Linked DNA regions of Arachis hypogaea: region 2 is linked to region 1. The links are chromatin contacts, called in public Hi-C maps. All regions are on one chromosome and are shown on one strand. The core of a region is the stretch at or near the end of the contact, and the rest is flanking DNA. Distances in the headings are between cores, read along the strand shown. Region 1 holds the start of LOC140183263. Region 2 has its middle 23 kb from the start of LOC112784540.

Region 1 (6,396 bases), core at 1,170-3,669:
ATAAATCTGACAGAATAAATCTCATTGATAATTATTTACTAACAGTTAACATCATCGTACCAAAAATTCAGGCATTACTTACCTCTAATCCTTTAATTTGATACTATATTTATTTAATATTGAGCCTTCACAAATATGAACCGAATTTTTAATTATGAAAGCGAAAAGTCTTTACTTTAAAATTACAGAGTCACATATCATATTCACGTAATAATAAATACATAGACTTATCCAAAACTTCTTAATATACAAGTTCTGCACCTCTAAATTCTCAAAATGACAAATGACAAGGGGCAAAATAAAATCTAAGACTAAATCATATACAGAAAATAAAAACATATATATACGTAAAGTTCTGTAGTTCAAATCGCGCCTTCATGCCAAAACTTCCTGAACCTGTCACTGAAAAAGAATTTCTATAGGGAGTGAAAATATTTTCCTCAAAAAGGTTTTCAGTAGAGGGTTTAAGAATTGTTATAAGAAGATACGCTTAAAGAGAAGATTTGATTTCAAGGCAGTGATTATCGTTCGTTCTATGAATATTTTAAAAATCAACAACTAATCATCCAAAACTTTTTCAAAGAAACAATGTTTAATTTTTCAAAAAATTCAAAATCTTTCTTTCCTTGTAAGAAAATCTTAATCAGCTTCCTAGATTGTATGAATGACCAACCTATTCCAAACATAGGTTTATTAAGTCTATGCTGAACCAGCTTGATTTTTCATACTTTACTAATAACTCAATTAAAAACCAATCACAGCCTTCAGACCATCATATAATCAATGAACACAATCATTATCTCATCACCAATAATCTCAAAAGTACCACATCAGAACAAACACAGGCAAAATAGATAAGAAAATTATAGGTATAGATAGCAGTTACAGTAAATAACTTAAATAGCAGTTAATAACAATTTAACAATTAGGCAAAACAAAAAAAATTCAAACTCAAGCAAAGCATACAAATGCATATGATGCATGTCTGTCCTATGGCTAATGAGCTCATCTGTCGATTATACAGCCAACCCGACATGTCCTGGTAACTAACTATTGCACAGTCCCTCTGTACGCGCATCCCCAAGCTCAAAAATAATATCTATGGAATCAAACTCCAAGCTCAAATATAATATTTCATGAAGTCAAACTCCAAGTTCAACAATTTAATATTCCATGGAGTCAAACTCCAAGCTCAATAATATTCCATGAAGTCAAACACCAAACTCAATAATATTCCATGGAGTCAAACTACAAGCTCAATAATTTAATATTCTATGGAAAAATCCCAAGCTCAATTCATATATATATATATATATATGCATGTCCATGGGAGAATTCGAGGAGTTAAAGTCAATATCATTTAATTTATTTAAAAATCATACTTTAAAATCAATCCTCATCATCCTTCATTCAAATTCAATCATCATCATTCCTCCCATTGCATCCATCAATAATTTCAAACTCAAAACATAATCATTTTCTTAATAACTCAAAATCAAGCCTTATAACCCTTAAATCCAAGTATTTTTAAATAACCATCCAAACAAAATTTTCAGTTTTTATAAAAATTTCGGCAACATCCCCTTTAAACCTCGGACTCTACCACCCTTTTCAGGTCCCATCCAAACATTTCTTAAACTCTTTTAAATCATTTTCAAAATCAAACCAATTTCAATATCTCAAATTATTTTCAATTTCTCAAAAATCATCCCCGATAAATCAATAATCCAAATCCAATGTCTCAAATTCTTTTCAATAAATTAAACTCATTTCCAATATCAAAACATTTCCAAATCTCAAGAAAATCAAGGACAACCACCAATTTAACAAAATTCAATCAATAACCCAAATTATTCAATATCCTCAAAAAATTAATAATTCAACCATGCAAATAATTACAATGGTCCAAAACAACTCAAACCAATCCATAAGACTTACGAAATTACAAAAATATATATTTCGTAATGATATCGATTTATAACAATTTTCGGAAATAAAATGAGTTTAAGGAAAGTGCCCCTACCTCAAATAGTCGAAACCCAAAATCTATATAGCGTGTCAAAACCCCTTTTTCTTTGACCACAACAGTGGTAGCCACAATCACAGCTTCAAACTACTTTCACAGCAACCACAACAACTCTAGTCGCAACATATATTAACTGAAATTCAATCTTACAGCAATTAACGCCGCAAAACCTCAGCGTAAGATAATAGAATAGTGACTAAAGGACTTTTTAAAACGAAAACGCTTACTGCAACAAAGGAAGAATGACTAAATCAAGTAGCGACACGTCCGGTGGTGGTTTCGGCAACACCCGCGCCATTCCTGGTGACCAGAACAGTGGCAGCGGCAGCAGAAGAAACTCCGGCAGTGACGGCGACCACCACGACGGCGTTCATGGCACGATAGTGGCAGAAGATGACTCCCTTCCCGTCGCGTTCTGACCCTTCTTCCATAGCTCAGTTCGGCGACAGAGCAGATCCACGGCGCGATGATGGCACAGTGGCGATGGGTCGACTCAAGGGAGGCGCAGGCAATGTGAGTTCACAGCAGCAACTTCCCCGACTGCTAACTCTCCAGCATGACGACAACAATGCGAGAGGCTTCCCCCCCTCTCTCTCTCTCTCTCCTCGTGTTCGTCTCTCTCTCCCTTCTCCATCGTTGGTGACGATGGCGGCGACTGGCGGCGAGGCGTGGCGGTGAGGCGTGGCGGCGACAACTCTTCCCTCCAGCTCGACGACAACGCGACGGCGCCCAGGACCTACTGGCGACGCGCCTCCCTCTCTCGGATCTCTTCTCCGTGTATATGAGTGTATCTGTTTTGTGTGTGAGTGGGTGAAACGCAGAGAGAGTGAGGAAGGGGTTCGGGGCTGCGCAGCGTGAAGAGAAAAAGGGAAGGGGTGAATGGCAGCTGTGGAGGCATGGCGGTGGGGACAAGGAGGTTAGGATTAGGGTTTTGTTTGTAATTTAAAGTTAGGGTTAATGGGTTTTAATTTGGGAATTTAGGGTTAATAGATTAGGGTAACTTTAATAAAATTAGGGTATAATGTATAAATTTAAAATATAATTTAATTTAAAATTATTTTAAAAATATTACTTAACTATCAATTTGTTAATTGGCTTTTAATCAAGTATTTTAATATAAAATTGAAGATAATATAATTAATTTTCCTTGCTTATTAAAATTAAAGTATTAAATTCTAAAATCTCAATTATTAAACTAAATCATATAAAATTCTTATTCTTTTACCACGGCTAAGTTTTATAATTTAAATATAAAAAATTATTCAATAATTATAACAATAAGTAAAATTTTTAATTTAATTATCAAAACTTGATTTAAATACTTTTAATAAAATAATTTCAAAAAAATGAAGTCTTTAATGAATAAATAAATTGAAATTAACTCTTAATAGAATTTTTCGAAAATTCTAGATTTTACATCCTACCCATCTTATAAAAATTTTCGTTCTCGAAAATTTAAAGTAATACATAAGATATTACATAAATTTCAAATATCGGACAATCCATAAGATTTAGATATAAGAAAAGAGTATAGGATAAAGTAGAAGTTATAAGATCGGCTCAAAATAAAGAGGTTATATGATGTTAATACTTTTACTAAAACTTGAATAAACACAATAAGGTGCAAATTTTTAAGATAGGTGTTTGCAAAAATAATGTGTCAACAGGCTAACGCTCTTATTCCCTTAACTAATCAATCACTAGGTGCTTTCTAGCTTGCTTATCACTCCGTTTTAAGTTCACTCAAATATCCTACATCATTCCCGACATTTTATCTTATATGAAAAAGCTCATCAACCTCCATTCCTTTCAAATTCTCATCTTTATTCATGCTCAACCATTAACTTTGACTTTCAGCTAACTCACTCAAGGTTTTATACTCACTTGTCGTCAAGCAACGATCTAACCATTCGATCTAATTATTTCAAAAACTTTAATAATATGACACGCACTCAAACACATCAATGTAATATCACTATTTCACATAGCTCCGGTCACTTAGGTAGCTTACTGCGAATCAACATCTTGTATGCATCGAGCTATTGAAAACTTGAATTAGATTATGCAAGATTTGTGAAATGAAAATTAATTAGACTAAGGATATAATATTTCCTCATAAACCTTAAAAGATACTTTAGGTACATAATTATACCGTCGAATTTTTTTTTGGTAAATCTGACAGTAATATATTATTAATTAATAATTAAATTAATAACTACTGGCAGATTTAACCAACGGTAAATTCAACCATAAACTTAAATTTTGAATTTTTTAAAAATTTGTTTAAAGATTAATATATAATTTTAAATATTTAAATTCAATAATTTTTTAACTAATAAATTAGAAAATACAATACTAATTAACTTAAAAAATAATTAACTCATATAATAATAAACTTAAAAAATTAACAATAATAAATAATAAGTCAATAATTAACTCAAAAAATAAACAAGTTCAGATTATCTCAGACAATTAATAAGAATTACCTAATTAACTTAGAAAACAATTAACTCAGATAATAATAAATTTAGAAAATTAACAACAATAAATAATAAGTCAATAATTAACTCAGAAAATAAACAAGTTAAGATTAACTCAAACAATTAACAATAATAAACTAATTAACTCAGATACTAATAAACTTAAAAAATTGACAACAAAAAATAGTAAGTCAATAACTAACTCAGAAAATACATAAGTTAAGATTAATCCAGACAATTAACGACAATCAATTAATTAACTTAGAAAATAATTAACTCAGATAATAATAAACTTAGAAATTAACAACAATAAATAATCAGCCAATAATTAATTCAAAAAATAAACAAGTTAAAATTAACTCAGACAATTAACAACAATCAACAAATTAACTCAGAAAATAATTAACTCAGATAATAATAAACTTAGAAAATTAACAACAATAAATAATAAGTCAATAATTAACTAAAAAAATAAACAAGTTAAGATTAACTCAGACAATTAATAACAATCAACTAATTAACTTAGAAAATAATTAACTCAGATAATAATAAACTTAGAAAATTAACAACAATAAACATTAAGTCAATAATTAACTAAAAAATAAACAAGTAAAAATTAACTTAGACAATTAAAAACAATCAACAAATTAACTTAAAAAACTTAACTCAAATAACACTAGAATAGAAATTAGAATAATGCAGTTGGAGATTTTACACTTGCATAACAATACACAAAAATAAAAGCAATTAAGAAAATTCAGAATAGTAAACACAGAATCATCAAAACAAAATTCAAAATCAAAATTATAAACAAAATTTTAAACATAGAATCATCAAAACATAATTTAAAAAATCCTAAACGAAAATAGAATTAAAAGATCCTAAATCTAAACTAATATATGAACTAAATCTGAAAAATAGTTAAATCTCTAATACAAGCATCCTAATTGCAAATTTTTTAATACATAGCAGATTAAAATTAAATAAATTATGGTTTAAAGTTTAACTACCCAAAACTAATTAGTGAGTTACCTGGAGACAGTGCGGAGCATAGGACTTTTCTAGCGTGGTGGCAGCACAGAAGACAAAGTGGCAGCAGCAGTGACTAAACAGCAGGACTGCATTAGAATTTTTTAAATAAATAAAAAAAGTAGGAACAAGGAGAAGGGGACAACATACCTAGAGGGAGGAAAAAGCCAACTCTAGCAATACAGGAAGCAACGTCAACAACGATGGCAACAGTGGCGGCGGCAGCAGTGGTGGGAACAACGCAAACAGCGGCAATAGAGTGACCAACGCGACACAAAGAGTCTACGCAGTCCTTGAACGCTGTTGGTGGTGGTCGACGTTGGAGGAGGGGATGCTGGAGGTGGTTTGTGGGGGGGGGGGAGAGAGAGGAGAAGGTTAGAGAGAGAGTAGTTTAGAAATGAGGGGGAGGGGCTCGTAATTCGGATTTAGGACAAGATTACCGTCGGATATACTGGCGGATAAATCCGACGGTAACGTTTTGCGAATGACCAAAACGCAATATATATTCCACTAATTCGGATTACCGGCAGGTAGATTTTATCTACCAGTAAATCCAACAGTAATGATCGCGCCAATTTTTCTTTTTTTTTTACCTTAATTATTACCGGTTAATTTTCTGTCGAAAAACTAAATCCAACGGTAATTTCTTTACCCGACAATTTATTGCCGAATTCGCCGGTAAACACATCACTAATGTCCGACACTAAATCCAATAATAAATCTGATGGTATTCAATATTTTTCTTATAGTGAATATAGGCTGAAAGAGTCTTATACATTGGATAATAATTTTTTATACACGAAGACTTTTTAAGTTAAAAGTAACAATTATTAGTATCAATGAACATGCACCAACAAACTT
Region 2 (6,396 bases), core at 2,477-4,976, 62 kb after region 1:
GCCACCAAAGAACTCCCTTATATATATATCTTTATAATTCAATCAAATAACAATTAATAAAAATTTCTTTCATGTTTTTTTTTTTTTTTTTTCTATTCTTTCAATTCACAATTTTATTAGTAGTGATATGTGTAACTGTTATGTTAGAAAGAAGGAGGAGTGAAAAAAGGAGATAAAAAGAATGATTTAAAAAAATTATGAATTAATTTTATTTATTTGTTGGCTAAAGTATTAAATAGGTTGATTATTGCATAGTTGACTTTTGGCATGATTGATAAGATTTATAAGTCTGACTCCACCAGCTCTCCTTTCAATAACAACAAATGCAAATGCAATCCACCTATGAATGCACGTACGTAAGTGCATGCATGTAGGCTTAACTAGTTAAACAAGCTCACAACAACATAACTCACCTCCCAATACTTGTAAAGTTAATAATTAATTGATTAAGTGACAGGTATTGTATCTCTTTTAGTTCGTATTTTTTAGTTTGAGCTTTAAAATGAAAGAAAAAAAAATTGCATTAAGAATAAGAGTCATACTTTTCATGTTAAATTAATTAGTTGCATTTTGACTATAAAAAAAAAAAAAAACCTTTTTAGCCGATATCAAAGAACATTTTTTCTCTATAAATTATACTTTTCTCTTTTAATCTTTATTCATACACTACTTTGCTAACAATTGTTGTTTTCAAAAAATTGGTTTCTTAACAAAATTATTTAACAATAACATTTAGATATTATCATGAAATCACTATTTTAAAAATTCTTAAGACGTTTTTTTTAATAATAGTCTTTTTTGGGTTTGTTTAATAATCCTTTTTTTTCTTCTATCTTTTGTTTTTCTTCTTTTGAAGACAACAAGAATCGAATTTTAGATTTTTTTATTATAAAAATTTTAATACTATAAAATAAATTTTTTTAAAAAAATTTAAATTAATAAAAAAAGACATATAAATAATTATATTTTTATGATCTATTTTGTGAATTTCTTTTATTTTGGTGTAATTTGTCCTATTAATAATCATCGTGATACATTTATGTACTCTATGCATAGAGCTCCCTTTGCTTTATTGAAAATTATAAAATAAAAGAAAATTAAAATAAAAAAGAGGATTATACAAAGACAAAAAAGCAACAACCACCAAGTGTACGTGTCCAATAATATCTGAATTTCACAACATATATACCATTTAACTAAACAAAATGTGCATACCCAAAAAATGAACAAATGAAAAAGTAGAGGTGTAGAACTCCATTTTATACCCCTTAATTATTAGCTTGTTTATGCATGTTAATATATATGGATATTATTTTTATTGGTTTCTATTATATTTCTGAAAAATAATCTATTTTAGTGGAATTTACATTGAAGGTATACTACAAGAACGTGCAATCTCACTCAATGATATCTATTACAGAGTGATAATAGAGTTGTTCACACACATACCATGATAGATTAAATTTTTAAGAAAAATATATATTAAGAAATCATATTTAAAATTTTTATAACAAACAAAACTAGAATTTGATTCTTGTTGTCTTTATTATTTTAAAAAATAAAAGTTTAATATAAGACAAACAAAAATGAAAAGAAATTAACGCACAATATATGTTATTCGCAATTCAAACAGCATTTTAGAATGGGAGTCACTTAGATAAAGACGTCTAAAACGTCTTTTTTTAAAGATGTTTTTTACTAATTAAAATTTAACACATATAATCAATTAAATCGTGTTATTTTTATTAAAATTAGGCCAGATAAATTAATTTGACTAAAAAATGGTGAATCAAATCTTGAATCGAACTAAATTAATATTATTTTTTATAAAAAATGACTACAATATTCTTATTATAAAAAATGACTAAAATACTTTTATTATATATATATATATTAAAAACTCTAAATCCTAACCCTATAACGGCGGAGAAGTAAAGGGATAGAATTTAGGATTCTCAAAATTAATATTATATAATAAGAGTATTTTAATTATTTTCTATAATAAGAATATTGTAGTTATTTTTTATTAAAAAAAATTATATTAATTTAGATTAATTCAAGATTTGATTTACTATTTTTCGGTCAAATTAATTTGTCTAACCTAATTTTGATAAAAATAATACGATTTAATTAATTATATGTATTAAATTTTAATTATTAAAAAATATCTTTAAAAAAAAAGACGTTTTAGACATCTTTATCTGAGTGGCTCCTTTTTAAAATAATTAAGTTATAACAAGGAGGATTGAAAAAATTAGCAATGCTTTTTATGATATATACATTTACCACTCATCATGATCTAAGACTTTGCACAAAAAGATTCTCATCTTTTATAGTGGCTCTGGTGGCTCCACTGCTCAAGGTGAAGTCATCACATCCCATGTGTTTGAAGGTCTCCCATTTGAGTTTCTTTGATAATGGGGGAAGTTTTTCTTTTAATTTAATTTTTTTTTTCCTCTTTGCTAATATTTTGAATGACGAGGAATATATGATGACGTTTTGAATGGTTTAGGTAAATTTAAATTCAAGTATAAGTTAAGATCATTGTACCAAATTTATTAGGAAAAATGCTAAAGTATCATTAGAATGTTTTTGGCTATCAGTTAGTTACTAATATTTAAAAATATAGAATAAAATAGGTTATTAGATTACTAGACTAAAAGAATTAAATTAATAACTAAATAATAGCCAAAAATAATAAATTCTAATAATCTGATAATTCTTAGTGTTTTTTATTTATTATAGAAGAAAAAGTTACAGTTAAATAACAAATAAACCTAAAAATAAGATTAAACTTGTGAATAACTATTTTGAATTAGTCTAATAATTATCTCACATGTTTATTTAAGTAAGAGTAAGAAGTTTAAACATATGGAAATCGATTTTCAATGCCTCCAAAAAATAGTGAACAATCAAGAATTCTATGTTGTCCATATTTCTTCCACAGATTAATTTGGAGACATATTTACAAAACTATTTTCTGCATCCCCTCTTTCACAAATTTAAAGACAAAGTTAGAGTGGTTAATTCAACCATAGCTAAGTTTGAGGGAAGGGGGTATAAGTGAGTATTGTTAGTTGTTACGGTTAAAGTTAGTTACAAAATGTTAGCATTATAGTTTGAGTTTGTTAGAGTCTGTTGTGCCAGCTATGATTAGTGTTTAGTTAAGCTAGTCAGAATTCACACCTCTTATATATTCATCACAATGTAATCAATGGTTAAGTGAGAATTCAATCTCAATTTCACATTCCATTCTGTTTTCTTGCAACACAAGTCTATTATGTTTTTTCCTCTTTTTTGTTCTTTTCTTCAAGACTCATTGACTTATGTTCGTTACTTGATGTTCTCGGGTTGTCATGAGGTGACGAGTAGGAAAGAAGGGGAGACTCCGAGTTGGCGTGGAGCGAGGGAAATCGCGTTCTGGTGACGTTGGAGGTGGGACGGAGTGGGGATGGCCACCTGCAACGACACTCCGACAATCAAGTCAGAATCCGTACTAAGGGGTGATAGGATTAGGTAAGGATGTGACGTACCTTGGGAGAGAGCTGTCCTCTCCCCTTATATACTATGTTGGGTGGGCTTATTAATGGTTAGGCCCACTGATAGAGAATGAGCTGTCACCTTCCACGTGAGCGAGTCGTCCGTACTTTGGTCGGGACGCCGGGTACCGACCATATGGGACTTCGACCCGAGCGATAGCATGCTTGGGGTGGTAAGTCGGTTGGACTTCAAGTCGGGTGCCAGGGACTGACCCGTGAAAATCCTTTGCTGGAGATTTTGGGTCTGGTGGGGCAGTGCCCCGACCCGACGACTTCTTGGGCTGGACTTTGGTAGTCCGTAACAACTTACATTCATGCTTCTGATTCTTGATCACATGAGAATTGCGTGCTATCAATAAAAAATGATATATGTATACTAAAAATTAGTTAAAAAATATGTTATTTAATATATTCTCATACCCATGCTAGAAACAAAAGTAATAAACACATTTACTGTCAACTCATGGGGTTATCCGAAGCCACATTTAGGTAAGCCATATGTTAGAAAGAGGGTACCCAAAAAGGCATGTGATTGGGTGAGTGCTTAGCCACATTGAGGAAGATAGAAACTGATGAGAGCCTTATTAGCTTGTGGGGCTATTATTTATATCTTGATACATATGGTGCCAAAAACAACAAAAGATGAAGAAAAATGGTGACTTGTTGCATGTTACCCCCTCGTGGAAATATGAATATCGTGATCGTCCTTTGTACGAAAAACAAGAACCATTGACAATTACCATTCAGTTTTGGCCTTGTGAGCCCAATTTATTGAGTCATTGCCCCCACTATCTCCATCCATGTATACGCATATATAGAAAACACACACAAACATATACTTATCCTTGCAATGCAATTCCAACCTTTAATATTAAACCTTAGCTTGAGGTTGACATCTAACGGTTCCCCTCGTGGGACTCTCATCTATTGCTTTTCTCCTTCTTAATACTACTAGATAGTTTCTTGCATTCAAACTTATTAATTATAAATATTCTTACAAAACTATATTTTTAAAAAAGTTTAAACTAACTAAAAAAGTTGTATAAATTATATCTCTAAAAAAGTTAAACTAATAATAAAGAAATTCAAGGTTTTATAATTTTTTTTAGACTTAATTTCTCAGTGTAAGACTCTTTTTAGATATTGATCTTATAAAACTCATAACATAATATCTTATGGAAAAGTATAGGTAACTAACAATATTGTTGAACAATATGAACGATAGAATTAAAAAAGTAAATTAATTCTAAATTTAATTAGTGGCATGACTAATTAATAGCTAATAATTTTTAAATTTTAAATTTAAAAAATCAGAGTTTTCACATTGATGAATTGAGGCTCTGCAACTAGCCTCTCATCTTATCTTCCTCTCGCTCCTCTCGCTGAACCCTCTTCTCTTTTTTACTCTCAACCCAGCATACCCTGAGACTACAATCCAGCCCCAACCCTCCATCCGACACCACCGCCATCACCACCGGCGACCACCGTTACCTACCCCTTCTCTCTTCCCTCTCTTCTCTTTTTCTTCCCTCTTTTTCCATTTCTCCTGAATCCCCTGTACGCTACCCCTGTTCTCTGTGCAAAACCCAACCCTGGCGAGAAACCCCGATGCAACCCCAGCAGCGGTGGAGCTTTGTGCCGCTGCAACCCCGTGTCTGCTACCCCTCTCTTTCTATTCTTCCCCTTTCACCAACGCAGTTCCATGCTTCCCCCTGCTCCTGTGTTCTTTCGTTTATTTATTTTAATTGCTTTTTAATTCTATTTTTATTGTTTAGATTAGGTTTAGATTAATGGATTGATACTTTCTGGATTGCAAAATATTTGATGACTAATTTTTCTGGGTTGATTGTTGCTTAAATTGAGTTCAAAATCCCTGTTTACATATTGTGCATATATACCATATGCTCGATGAAATGCCTGAGTGAAACTTGTTGTTTAATTCTTATGTTTGGCCGGCATTTGTCTTAGATTAGGCTTATGAGCTTATTGTGAAGGATTTCTTTGATTATGTCTTCCCTTTTGGTGTTGAACTTGGTATATGAATCGAATTTTAGAACTAGCTTGAAGGGTTTTTTGGAAGATTTGTTCTGGGACCTGTAAGGTCTTTCTTCTTCCTTCCTGGATGGTGGTCTCTCATTCCTCCGAGTTTTGCAAAACTCCTCTATTTCGATTTGTCCAGTTGCTTTGTCTCGGAACTCTTCCAACGTCTTTGGTTTTGCCACAGCGATAGCTTCCTGGAATTTTCCAGGTCGAAGGCCACTCTTTATAGCATTCAACTGTACCTCTGGGTTAAGGTCAGGGATTTCCATGGCCGCTGTTGTAAAACGTGTCATGTAGTCTTTTAGGCTTTCGTGCTGCCCTTGCTTAATTGTGCTGAGGTAGTCCGAGTCTCTCACATAGATTTTGAACGCTGCGAAATGATTGATGAACATCTTGGCAAACTCATCAAAGCTGGTTATGGATCCTGTAGGCAAATTAGAAAACCATAATAAGGCAGCTCCATCTAAAAAAGTTGGAAAAGATCGGCACAGGATGGAATCGGAGTCACTATTGAGGAATATTATAGACTTGAATTTTGTGACATGAACTTTAGGATCTCCGATCCCCTTATATGGTGTTAAAGTAATAGGGAGTGTAAAATTCTTAAGCATTTTGAAATTCATTATTTCTTCGGAAAACGGGTTGGTTCATCGTCTTCCAGTTTTGGAGGGTGTTTTCCCTGTCTTTGCATTGGACTCTGACTAATGCTCTTCGTGCTGATCGGTGTTTGTTTTTTTGTTGTCATCCTTCCGTTCTCCATTAATCTGCATTGTTGCTAACAGCTCGGCCATCCGCTGATTTTCCGCTAGGAGGGCGG

What was found. A called contact is a pair of places that touch in the nucleus more often than the background predicts.
Region 2: a Hi-C map of leaf shows a contact between it and region 1, with 3 times the contacts expected there. The contact joins the enhancer-like site here to the promoter of LOC140183263 in region 1. A contact is called at or near these places in 3 of 8 Hi-C or Micro-C datasets (all in leaf).

Annotation. Positions count from the first base shown.
Region 1 is chr20:137,096,765-137,103,160 of arahy.Tifrunner.gnm2.J5K5, forward strand. LOC140183263 reads left to right here and starts at 2,420. Exons shown (of 3, transcript XM_072231295.1): 1 at 2,420-2,534; 2 at 2,848-2,942. The coding sequence starts at 2,420.
Region 2 is chr20:137,157,950-137,164,345 of arahy.Tifrunner.gnm2.J5K5, forward strand. No RefSeq gene overlaps it. Among protein-coding and RNA genes, the nearest start is that of LOC112784540, 23 kb to the right of the region's middle. Within about 2 kb of position 3,727, at least 1 of the 3 cell types and tissues checked has open chromatin away from gene starts, as enhancers often do.